Linked DNA regions of Bos taurus: region 2 is linked to region 1. Evidence: chromatin contacts called from public Hi-C data. All regions are on one chromosome and are shown on one strand. Each heading gives the region's core, a stretch centred on a gene start, on an enhancer-like site or on the middle of the called end of the contact. The rest is flanking DNA. Distances are from core to core; before and after follow the strand shown. Region 1 holds the start of ETNPPL (ethanolamine-phosphate phospho-lyase). Region 2 has its middle 22 kb from the start of OSTC.

What was found. Hi-C and Micro-C count contacts between places; a contact is called where the count stands out from the background.
Region 2: a contact with region 1 is called in a Hi-C map of liver, with 5 times the contacts expected there. The contact joins the enhancer-like site here to the promoter of ETNPPL in region 1. A contact is called at or near these places in 2 of 11 Hi-C or Micro-C datasets (liver and skeletal muscle).

What each region holds. Positions count from the first base shown.
Region 1 is chr6:16,552,107-16,557,815 of ARS-UCD2.0, forward strand. It overlaps ETNPPL (ethanolamine-phosphate phospho-lyase), which reads left to right and starts at 2,047. Exons shown (of 13, transcript NM_001015605.1): 1 at 2,047-2,206; 2 at 4,874-4,992; 3 at 5,257-5,416. The coding sequence starts at 2,151.
Region 2 is chr6:16,619,491-16,625,712 of ARS-UCD2.0, forward strand. No RefSeq gene overlaps it. Among named protein-coding and RNA genes, the nearest start is that of OSTC, 22 kb to the right of the region's middle. Within about 2 kb of position 3,376, at least 4 of the 102 cell types and tissues checked have an H3K27ac peak or open chromatin away from gene starts, as enhancers often do. A contact at or near this core is called in liver, where this site is marked.

The sequences.
Region 1 (5,709 bases), core at 797-3,296:
ACCAACATTGAAATGTTGAGAATGTTGAGCTAGAGAAGAAAATCAGGAATGCGTGGTCGCGTCAAGAAATCAAAAAATGAAGAGTTTCAAGAAGAAAGGAGTAGCCAGCCCTGCTGAAAGTTCTGGTTTAAAAAAAAAAAAAAAAAACAGAATAAAAAACGAAGAATACAAGAGCATTGAGACCTTAACAATTATCCCAACACACATTTCACAATCATGATCTCTTTTTAGCCCTGCTTTGTAATGCTTTTAGTTAGAGAATGATTGAGGTTTTTTCTTTAATACGAAATTTGAACATTTTAAAGAAATTTGGCCTCCAAAATGTCAAGAAACCCAGCTAGTTTATGCAAGAACTAGGTCAAGAACCCAAGACCCTAGGGACTTCCCTGGCAGTCCAGTGGTTAAGACTCCAAGCTTCCACTGCAGGCTGCATCCGTTTAATCCCTGGTTGGGGAACTAAGACCCCCACATTACAGCAGGGCAGCCAGAATAAATAATAAAAGAGAGCTCAAGACCAGGATTATTTTTTTTTTTCAGGATTATTTATTTAAAGAACATACTTTAAAGCACTGGAAATAACTGGAGGTTTATGGAGGGAGCCTGCCTGTATGTGGCTTCACTAGCTGGTTTGAGAGTCGATGTACACTTGGCAGTATCTTTCAAGTGTGTGAACAAGACCGAGATTACATGACTGGGATTTCTTGCAAGCTTCCTAAATGTCTTCTCCCCTTCATTGATAACACCTAGAATTCTTAACATGTTTTTCCTCATAGAACTCCATTTCTCAACCTATCTTAGGCAATGAAATAATCCTACTAATCCTGCAGGAAATCAATATTAATTAATAACTTTACTCAAGAGAAAGGTAAGTTACAAACATTTATCAAGCATGTTCTTACTGGTAAAATAAGCTTTCTCTGCTGTCTTAAAAACACAAAGAATGAAACGATCTCATCTAAACTCTATGGCTAAGCAGTTGTGTGACCTTGAATAATAAGATTTTACCTTTCCTGTACCTACATGTCCTTATCTACAAAGCACAGGGGATAAATCAGATGATCTCTACTTCTTCAAATAGTTTATGATTTAGTGCTATAGTTAATTAGGTTTCCTTCTGTCCACATATTTAACTTTAAATTTGATCAGTGAGAGAAGAGAACCCTGAAGGAAGTCAAGAAACCTAGGAATGAATTCAGGTTCCCCATCAGGTAGACCTGTAATAACTGTTCCCATATGTTAAATAAGGTGGTAACTTTCAGGCTTACCTCAGTCAGGGTTGTTACAATGCTTTGTAATCTGTACGGTTTCAGAGAAACTACAAGTGCAATTATCTCTAAAGCAGGTGTTTGAAACCGGGGTATATATTATCCCTCCCAACAAATAACAGACTGAGTTCCTGTGATTAACCCTTTGGGTGTGTGACTTCTTACTCTTGTTAAGCAGATTTTGGTATTGAAACTTGCTCAAAAGGAGAATGGAGACAAAAGTCCTGTTATCTCCAGGGAGTGCCTATCTTTGAATGTGTACAAATAAAGGGAGAAAGGAAAGAAGAAAGGAGGGAAGAAAAGAAAGAAAAAAAGAAAGGAGGTCTTCCCAAGTGGTCCAGTGGCTTAGACTCCCTGCTCTCGATGCAAGCGGCCCAGATCCTGCGTGCCACAACTAAGACTCAGTGCAGCCAAATAAATAAATAAATATTTTAAAAAGAGAGTGGGAAGGAGGGAATTCATAGGCAGAAAAGGAGGAAAGGCCATGGCGAGGCAGGCTTAGAAAAATAAAAGGCGAGTTAGGAGAACAACTATGGGGAGGGGAAGTGGGCAGCAGGGCGGGAAGGGAGCGAGTTAGCCTGGGGCAAGAGCGGAGGCGGGGGTAGGGGGTGGCGACTGAGTGGCTAGCCCAGGCACTGGCCAGGCGGGCACCAGGCGGAGGAGGGAGGAGGAGGGTGGGGCTTGGCGAAGGGCAAAGGCGGGGCAAGACTTAAAAGGGAGATGACCCCAGCGGGTTGACACCGACCTCGACCTCCGACGCCTAGGGCCAGGGGACCCAACGAGGGAAAACAGGGAAGGGCCGCAGCTGAGGCCGTCCGCGGGCTCCGGACGCGGGCGCAGGGACTGGAGAGGGAGACCTCTGGGGGCTCCCGGCACCCTGCCACCATGTGCGAGCTGTACAGCAAGCAAGAGACCCTGGCTCTGAGGAGAAAACACATCGGGTAAGGGCTCCCCAGCCCAGAAGAGAGGCGCAGAGAGTGGGAATCACCAGGTCACCAGCGCAGGGAGCGGAGAGCTGAAGCGGGGCCGGGAGCTGGCTGGCTGGGGTCCCGCGGGGAGCGGGACCTGCCGCTTGCCCGCCGCACCTGCGTGCACGCGCCGCCGCCCGCGCCCCAGGGGGGCTCCCTTGCAGCCGAGTCCCGGGTGATCCCCGCGCTCTGCAGCCCGCGGCGAGGCTGAGGGCTGCGGGCTGGCTGGGGGAATTGACCATGAGGGTTGATAGCCACTGAAGAACACCGTTCCAGGGCTGGGCTCTGGAAGGGGAGAAGGGTAGTTCTCCGCCACGCTCACCTACTCGAAAGTTTTCCATAAGTATGAACTCTGAAATATTTTTGACGATGGCTATGAAAACTAATTCTGACAACTTTTGTTGAAAGCGAACTCTTCCTTCTTGCACGCTTCGTTAAGAAGTGAAAGGTTAATCTAGCCAGTGGAGGCGGGGGGTGGGGGGGGGGTGGGAAGCGTGGACACTTTTTAAAGGGTAAGATGCCCTTACTCACCTTGGTCTCCCCAGATGTGCCCGCACTACAACGTAAAGATGCAGGGTTCTCTCGGGTCTATTTTCGTTTTGCTCACATTAATAGTATAAACGACTTGGTGAGTGAGCGTACAGGACCCATACTTAAGTCAGACCTGGGCTCTGGTCCTAGAAGAGTGTTAAGTTACCTTGTGATCTCTGTCACATTAAATTCCTCTTCTATGAAAGTCTGAGTGGCAAGGTGGGAAGTACATTAACAAAAAGGCAAGGTCAAGTCCACAGTTTTCAGCCCACATTCATAAGGAAGAATTTTTCTGGATTTTAACTTGTAGTTAATAAACTAACAACTGAATTTGAACCAATAAGAAATTCTCATTAGTTTCATTTTAGCTGATGACACTTAATTTTAGGTATTTTAAAAATTTTATTACTTATTCACAATAATTACAGTACTTTCTAAACTGTTGTGTATCAGTTTAATACGTAACTATTTACCCTCTAAACTACTCTAGTGCACATGGGAACATGTTTTCTGTGCATGCAAAGCCACCAAAATAAAACGATATTTTGGGAGCTTTTCTAGTGGTCCAGTGATTAGGACTCCTTGCTTCAAATGCAGGGAGTTTGGGTTCAATCCTGGTTGGGGAACTAGGATCCCACATTTCCTCATGGCATGACCAAAATAAAATAAATAAATAAATAAAAATAATAATAATATATTTTGTTTAGTTTCTAAACATCCATGGAGCCAAGATCAGAAATGTTTGTAATGTTTTCATGTTGCTAAAACTTGTACTCCAGACAGCCACCAAGTAACCATAAATAGGGATGACATTTTATTAGACTCAAAAGAGTGGGTTAAAAGGTTAGAATAATAATTGGATCGTATTATTTAAGAATGGAAAATCCATTTGCTGCAGAACAAGAACCAATTAAAAGACATGAAAATGATCTGTAAAATCTCCTGCACACTATTTAACACTAAGTTATTTGTAGTAGCTTTTAGTGCTATTCATTTCTTTACAAGTAGGTTTGAGGGAGAGATTAGATGACAAGCAAGCTCTATTTTGGGCAATGGCATAAGACAGTCTTTTTTTTCTTCCAATTTTATTGGTATGTAATTGACATACGGCACTGTATTAAGTTTGAGTTTCACAGCATAACGATTTGACTTACATCATGAAATGACTATCACAGTTAAGTTTGGTGAACATCCATCATCCCATTAATACAAAATTTAAGAAATAGAAAATCCCCTAGGATTTGCTTTCTTAACAACTTTCGTATAAAACATACAGCAGTGTTATAATCAATCATGTTAAAAGGTAAGACGCCCTTATCATGTTGTACATGATACTTATTTACCTTAGTACTTATTTACCTTATAAATGGGAGTTTGCGCCTTTTGACTATACTCATCTGATTTCCCTGCCTCCCAGCTCTTCCCAAGAAGTGTAATCTCTTTTTTTCTATGAGTTTATTTTGAAGCATGATTCACCTACAACACTGTGTTAATTCCTACTATACAATATAGCGATTCAATATTTCCATACATTTCAATTTGGTCACCGTGGTAAATCTAGTTACAATCAAGACAAAAATCTGCTTCCAAATTCTGGTTTTCTCTCTTATTGGCTTGAACCAAGCTTCTTAATTTTTCTGTGCCTGTTTTCTCACCTATAAAAGTGAGAATGATGATAACTCCTATTATATTATTGTTGGAAGGATTAAATGAGATAATATTTGTAATAGCTATCAGTTCTTAATATATAGGAAGGCTCAAAAAAAAATTTTTTTTTTCCTAGTTGAACAAAATTTCCCAAAGGAAAATTAGTTCTTGGTTTGTGTAATTAGAGCTGTCAGAGTTGATCCATGGGCCTCTAAAAGGTATTGTCAGATCGTGGCAAATTTAATATAACAAGCATAAGAAATGTGAGCAATGTCACGGATGGGGGGTTAAGGTAAAAGTTTCCAGGCTAATATGAAATTAAAAAAAAAAAAAATGTCACCTAGGTTGTGTTTTCCCTTTCTTTTATGTAATTGTAATTTTCCACCCATCGTGACCTTGACCGAGAAGGGCAAACACTGAGCAGTCCTACCAGACCAAAGTGTTTCCTTTCATTATTTCTAGGCCTTCATGCAAAGTTTTCTTTGCTGCGGATCCCATCAAAATAGTGCGAGCCCAGCGGCAGTACATGTTTGACGAGAAAGGTGACCAGTACTTGGATTGCATCAACAACGTTGCCCATGGTAATGTGCTGTCTTTGTTGTGCCTTGAAGGATACATTTATGGATTAAGGCAGCCTTGGCACCATTGATATTTGTCCCAGGATTTGCAGTGGCTGCAGTTCCTCGGCTGAACAGGGCCCTTAGTCCTAGGCTGGGAAAAGCTAGAACAAAATCTGGGAGAGGAACAGGATCAACTTTTCTTTTTTTTTGCTTCAGAATCTGCCTCACTTCCCAGGCATTTCGAATTGTAACTCATTTTGAGGACTTTTGTCTTTTAAATTTTAGTGGGACACTGCCACCCAGAAGTGGTCAAAGCTGCCCAGAAACAGATGGAACTACTAAATACAAATTCTCGATTCCTCCACGACAACATTGTTGAGTATGCCAAGCGCCTCTCAGCAACCCTGCCGGACAGACTCTCTGTTTGCTATTTTACAAATTCAGGGTAGGTTTCAAGGTTTTTCCAGCCATCCCCATTCCCATGAATCTCCTTGTTTCCTCTCTCACACGTCTTTTCTATTTTGATTGCTGGTGGAGTAGGAATACCTAAACAGGTTGCCTGAGACTCTTACTAATGACCCTGCATGGGGGACCTGATGTCCTGGTTCTTTCACTTGGGCCCACCAGCTCCTTGTAGATAAGATACCTTACATTGTGTTCCAAGGCTCTTGATGTAGCCTGTAAGTGCAGTCCCATGATTAACATGTGCGAGTCACTCAAGACTTTTTACTACCATGC
Region 2 (6,222 bases), core at 2,126-4,625, 69 kb after region 1:
AACATGCCCCACATTTCTAGCCCGAGTGAGACGCGTCAGGAGCACTTCAGCTGCAGCCTGTTGGAATTGTCACGGCAAGATTGTCTCAAAGGACGAATCTTCAGGTCTAACTCAATCAAAACGAAATCTTCAGAGAACACAAGTGGCTTGAGGCAAAAGTGCTGCAGTTGGGCGGTAATACTTTTGTCACGAGTAAACATGTCAAGAGAAGAACAGCCATAGCATTTAAATAGGATCAGAATGATAGAATATGAACTAGACTCATAAAAGACTCCTCATAAAAATTTATTAAATGTGACTGAAATTTATGGAATCTCAAATGAATATTCTAGTTCTGGCCTAATAACTACATTCTAATACATTTATTCATTCAACATGATTTACTTGCTTACAGATAAATATATATCACATTATCTGGGGTTGACTTCAAAATAGCCTGGTATGGGAGTGGAGGGATGGGGGGATTATCTCTGAAATAAAACTGTGCCTGAGTGTTTTGTTTTTCAGTGTCTGGTTTTATTTATTTGGCTGCACCACGTCTTGGTCATAGCATGTGGGATCTTCAGTCTTCATTTCAAGGTATGGGATCTTTAGCTGAGGCATGTAGGATCTAGTTCCCTGACCAAGGATGGAACCCGAGTCCTCTCCACTGGGGGTATGGAGTCTTAGCCACTGGACTATCAGAGAAGTCCCAGCACTGAGACTGATTTGGTGACGCTAAGAATGGGTAGGAGGAGAAGGGAATGAAAGAGGATGAGATGGTTGGATGGCATCACCGACTTGATAGACCTGAGTTTGAGCAAGCTCCGGGAGTTGGTGATGGACAGGGAAGCCTGGCGTGCTGCAGTCCACAGGGTCGCAAAGAGTCAGACACGACTCTGAGCGACTGAACTGAACTGCAGCAATGGGTAAGGAGAGATTTATTGTACTATTCAATCCTCTTTCACTTCTTCAGTGTTTAAAATTTCCATAATAAAAGTGAAAAGATCAAGAAAACCTTCACACAAGAATTCTTGAGCACTTCTGATTTGCATGAGCTTTCCTGGTAGCTCAGTTAAAGAATCAACCTGCCATGCAGGAGACCCTGTTCAGTCCCTGGGTTGAGAAGATTCCCTGGAGAAGGAAATGGCAACTGACTACAGTATTCTTGCCTGGGAAATCCCACAGACAGAGGAGCCTGGCAGACTATAAAGTCTGATTTGCATAGCACCACTGTGCTTCATGCTGTGGAGTGTGTGCAATCCAGTTCCACCTTGAGGAGTCCAAAGTCCCAGTAGGGAAATAGAGCAGGCACTCAGGGATCCCAAATCCCAAGAGGGCTTTGGTTCTTCAAGAGAGACAGAGGGAAAGCCCAAGGAGGTTCAACTTCCTGGAGCCTGGTTAGTACTGTGTTAATTGAAACAGCCTTGTTATGAAGATTTGAAATACTATTCCAACCTAACTTACAGTGCCCCTGACACTCGTCACAGAGAACAGACATCTGTTATCTTACACGTCCTGGGATGTGGTGGGAAAGTAGAGAAGCTAATTTTCTTCCTGGACAGGACACAGCTGTGCTGGAGTATACTATTTGAAAAGAAATGCAAAGATTTGGCTAGGAAATCAAGCTGGGGGTTGGAATGAGGGATAGAAGGGGTACAGTCAGGAGTGTGTCAGATGGAGATGGTTCTGCAGTGATTAAGTGATCCTAAAAGTGTCCCCCAAATGAGAGCTCAAGCACTTGTCTCCTTTATTGAAATCATCTTGCCAAACAGGTAAATACTCAAATCTACTGGACAAAGGCTTCTAATATCCTGGACAGTGCAAGAGAAATCTTGCTGACTGCTTGGGGATGTTCTTTTTCGCAGGTCAGGCCAACCCTGCCCCTTTTACCCTTTAGCCACCTGCAGACCGACCTAGGTACAAGTGGACGAGCGTCCAGAGCTCGCACTTAGCCCACCGACCGGAGGTGGTGCTCCCACACTCTCAGTTCTACATCTGCGGTTTCTTGACTTATAATCCAAGGTAACTAATTACCTCTACTATAGGATTTTCTACCAGTTAAATAAGAGTGCTTTCATTTCCCTTTTTTTAAAAGTTCTTAATAGGTCTCCTCATTGCTGAAGCCATGAACTCCCAACATGAACAAATGCCTTGATTCATTTTGCTCTCATACTTGAATAAAAAATGAAATAAAGATGCTACATTATAAAGAGGAAGTAAGGGGAATTCTCTGGCAGTCCAATGGTTAGGATTTGGAGCTTTCACTGCGGTGGACCGGGTTCAAAACCCAGTCAGAAAACTAAGATCCTGCAAGCCTTGGGCATGGCTATAAAAGAAAAAGAAAATAAGGTGCATACATATAACCTGGTACATATAATTCATGTACAATTAAATTAACATGCTTTCAGATAAAAACTGCACGAAAGCATACTTTTCTAAATTCCAGCTAAATGAATGCCATGTGAAATATCTCTCATTAGTAATCAGTGGAGTAAGAGACATGTATTTTGTAAACTTTAAAATAGTCTCCAAAAGTTATTTCTACTTCAGCCCCCAAACGTAAATTAAGTTCCTATTATATGCTGAGTACTGGGTACATTTCTCAGATGCAAATGATGAGGCTAAACTGATACAGTATAAGAGATACAGCAGGTGACTATGAATATTATATGCAGGGCTATGCCATGGAGAATTTTGTGAAAAAAGTAAATAAGAAACAGGATCAGACCCTCGAGTAAAGTAATTTTCAGTCTAGTTGATTCTGTTTTATAAATATTTAAAAGTTTTCTATTCCTTTGAGGTCAAATAAGGACACATTCCTGGAATGTTCCATTGTGGTGAAGAGCAGAGGCTCTGGGTCCATCACCTACTGTGCAATCTTTAGCAAGTGACTTGACCTCTCTGAGTTTTCTCAGCTACAAAATGGGCCAAACACTACTACTCTCATAGTATTGTTGTGAGACTGCAGTGAGGTGACAAATGAAGAATGCTGGGGACAATGCCAGGCACACAATACATTCTCAATAAATATTAGCAAATAGCTAATATTAATACCTACCCAGGTGGCACCATGGTTAAGAATCTGCCTGCCAATGCAGGAGACACAGGCTTGATCCCTGGGTTGGGAAGATCCCCAGGGGTAGGAAAGATCCCCAAGGGGTAGGAAATGGCAACCCATTCCAGAATTCTTGCTTGGAAAATTCCATGGACAGAGGAACCTGGCAGGCTACAGTCCAAGGGGCCACAAAGAGTCGGACATGACTGAGCAACTGAGCATGCAAGAGCTTGAACAACAACAACTCTTTCCAAGGTAGAAGAAAGTCCTCTCAAGAAAAGAGTTAGGGATGTAACAGGTTAAAAGTCCTAGAGAATGGAGCACTGTATTAAGACTAGTGAATCAGCACTTTCCTGTTTCCTCCCCAGCTGCTCAGAAACACTGATTAACATGCTCAGAGGAAGAGTTCCAAGACAAATTCCAATGACAAGGAAAACAACCAACTTCCCTGGTAGACAGGCAGTTCCTTTATTAAAGTTCCATTCTAGTAACAAACTGGTTATGCGACATTTTGGGTGTCAGAGGGGAAGCGGGAAGAAACAGCATAACTTCACGTGCTGGACCCCAAAGACCCATTCAGCTTTTTCTGGTAGGTCTGTCTTTGCTTCTCAAAGTGCTGACCAGACATGGCCCAGGGCAAAGAACATCCAGCCATGTGGACCCACATAGGACAAACCTGTGGCAAAGACCTGCGTGGATTACTCAACCTCTGCATGCCTCAGAGAAGAGGCGCTTACACCAAGTGGGGGTGTGACCGACCGCTCATGGCCAAGCTTAGGGAGTGGAAGAACTAGTAGTTTGTCCTGGCCTGCCTTTGAGAGGTTATCTAAATATTTGGCGGATCTTCTATTTGATTGTTGAAGCAGACTCTTTTTTGGCTGCCCCCTGGTGGCTTATGGGATTTTAGTTCCCTGACCAGGTATTGAACCCAGGTCCTTGGCAGTGTAGAGTCTCTAACCACTGGACTGCCAGAGAATTCACTGCTGAAGACTTTTATGTGGCATTTCCAGCTACAGTGCAGCTCCTATCTTGAGACCTCTCTTAGAAATGTTAAAGAACAATATAGTCACCACCCTATAATTGCTTCCCTGGTAGCTCAGCTGGTAAAGAATCCACCTGCAATGCAGGAGACCCTGGTTCGATTCCTGGGTTGGGAAGATCCCCTGGAGAAGGAAACAGCTACCTACCCCAGTATTCTGGCCTAGAGAATTCCATGGACTATATAGTCCATGGGATTACAAAGAGTAAGACATGACTGAGTGACTTTCGCTTTCTATAATTGACAGTGGCTCTGTATCAATTAATAATTGATTTTGGAAAATCATAAGAGAGCTTGAGAAACAAAGAGAATACAAATTTTCAGCAGCATCTGGAATATTCTACTTCCCATTTGGAAGCACTATGTATTGAATAGCTGGTACCTATGGGTGGAAAAAAAGATGGTATTAGTATTATTATCCTTTTATAGATGAAAGATTGTATTAAAAATACATGTATGAATTAAAAATATGCTTGAACTCTCAGTGGCTTTGGTATCCTATTTATGATCACAAAAGTCTTAATAAATTGCAGTATCTAGCCCCTGAGCTCCTGGGAGACATTTGAAAGTCACAGAAGATCAGACATGTCAGCTCCTTCACAAAGGAGTCCTGGACTCCTAAGGTCACTTAACTCTGGACATCAAATCATGGCACTTAGCATTGGGAGACAGCTCAGTATCAATCAATTATTCAAGGGGAAAAGTTCCTTCTTGGTAAAATAGTAAGTGTTCCTTTGAAAGTTCTTAACCACATGTAAAAACAAGAATTTGAAATAGGCCTAAGAACATAGTTACATAAATCTGAAGCAATAGCAGGGTTGCACCCAGGCCTGGCACAAGGTGCATGCCCAGTTGCTCAGTCCTGACTCTCTGTGACCACCTGGACTATAGCCCTATAGGCTTCTCTGTCCAAGGGATTTTCCAGGCAAGAATACAGGAGTGGGTGGCCATTTCCTTCCCCAGGGGATCTTCCTGACCCAGGGATCAAACTTGCATAGCCTGCATTTCCTACATCAGCAGACAGATTCTTTAGTGATTGAGCCACCTGGGAATATTTGAAAGTGTTAGTCGTTCAGTCATGTCTGTCTCTTTGCAACCCATGGACTGTAGACCAGCAGGCTCCTCTGTCCATGGAATTCTCCAAATGCTGGAATGGGTAGCCATTCCCTTCTCCAGGGGATCTTCCCCATCCAGAGATCAAAACAGGGTCTCCTGCACTGAAGGCAGATTCTTTCCTGTCTGAGCCACCATGTAGGAGCTCAATAAATGCTTCTACCTATTTGATTATCAAGAGCCCCATCTGCTGGTCAAACAGAATTCATTTGCAACCCTGCAGATAACTGTTTAGAAAACCCGTGTGTCAGAAAATTAGAAGACATGAAAGGAATATTGAAGGTGAAAGGGGCTCTGGAGGTCACCTGATCCAATCCATTTTTTCACAAATAAAGAAGCTTATTATAATACTGGTGTATTCTAACTAAAAGAAATGGGGAACATCAAAAAATTTATCAATACTATAGATCATATAAAATATTGACTGTGAGACAATGAGTACGAACTTTTTAAGGTGAGAGTATTCCACACATTGAAGATGTTTTCTGGTTTAAAGCTGATACCTGTTCTTCTCACACACACAAAAAATGTAAAACTTTGGACTTGGAATTAAACTAAAGTGTGAATTGAGGTTTTACCCCTGATGTTTCCTGGTTTAGGTATTTACCTCTCTGGCTTAACAGACTTCATCCTAAATACTTAATAATAATAAATTAACAATCCTTCATAATCCTCCTCTATAAGGAGGTAAAATCACCTGTCTAAAGCTTAACAAACAGCAGGCACAGAGTCAGAACCCCAAAATTGCTATTATTAATATTGTGAACTAACAATAGCTTCCTATATAAGTCTAACACCAGGATTGTCAGAATTTGGATAATGTATATAAAAACTCTTCAAAATTGAAAATTTACAGTACAACTAAAAGTTACAGTTTTAATTTGGACACAGAGCAATGGTGTTTAAAACATAACATTTTAAATCATCGATTTAACAAGAAATTCTTTAAAAAAGAAAAAAATGAGGGAAAATTTCCCTGGCTGTCCAGTGGTTAAGACTCCACACTTCCACTGCAAGGGGCATGGGTTCGGTC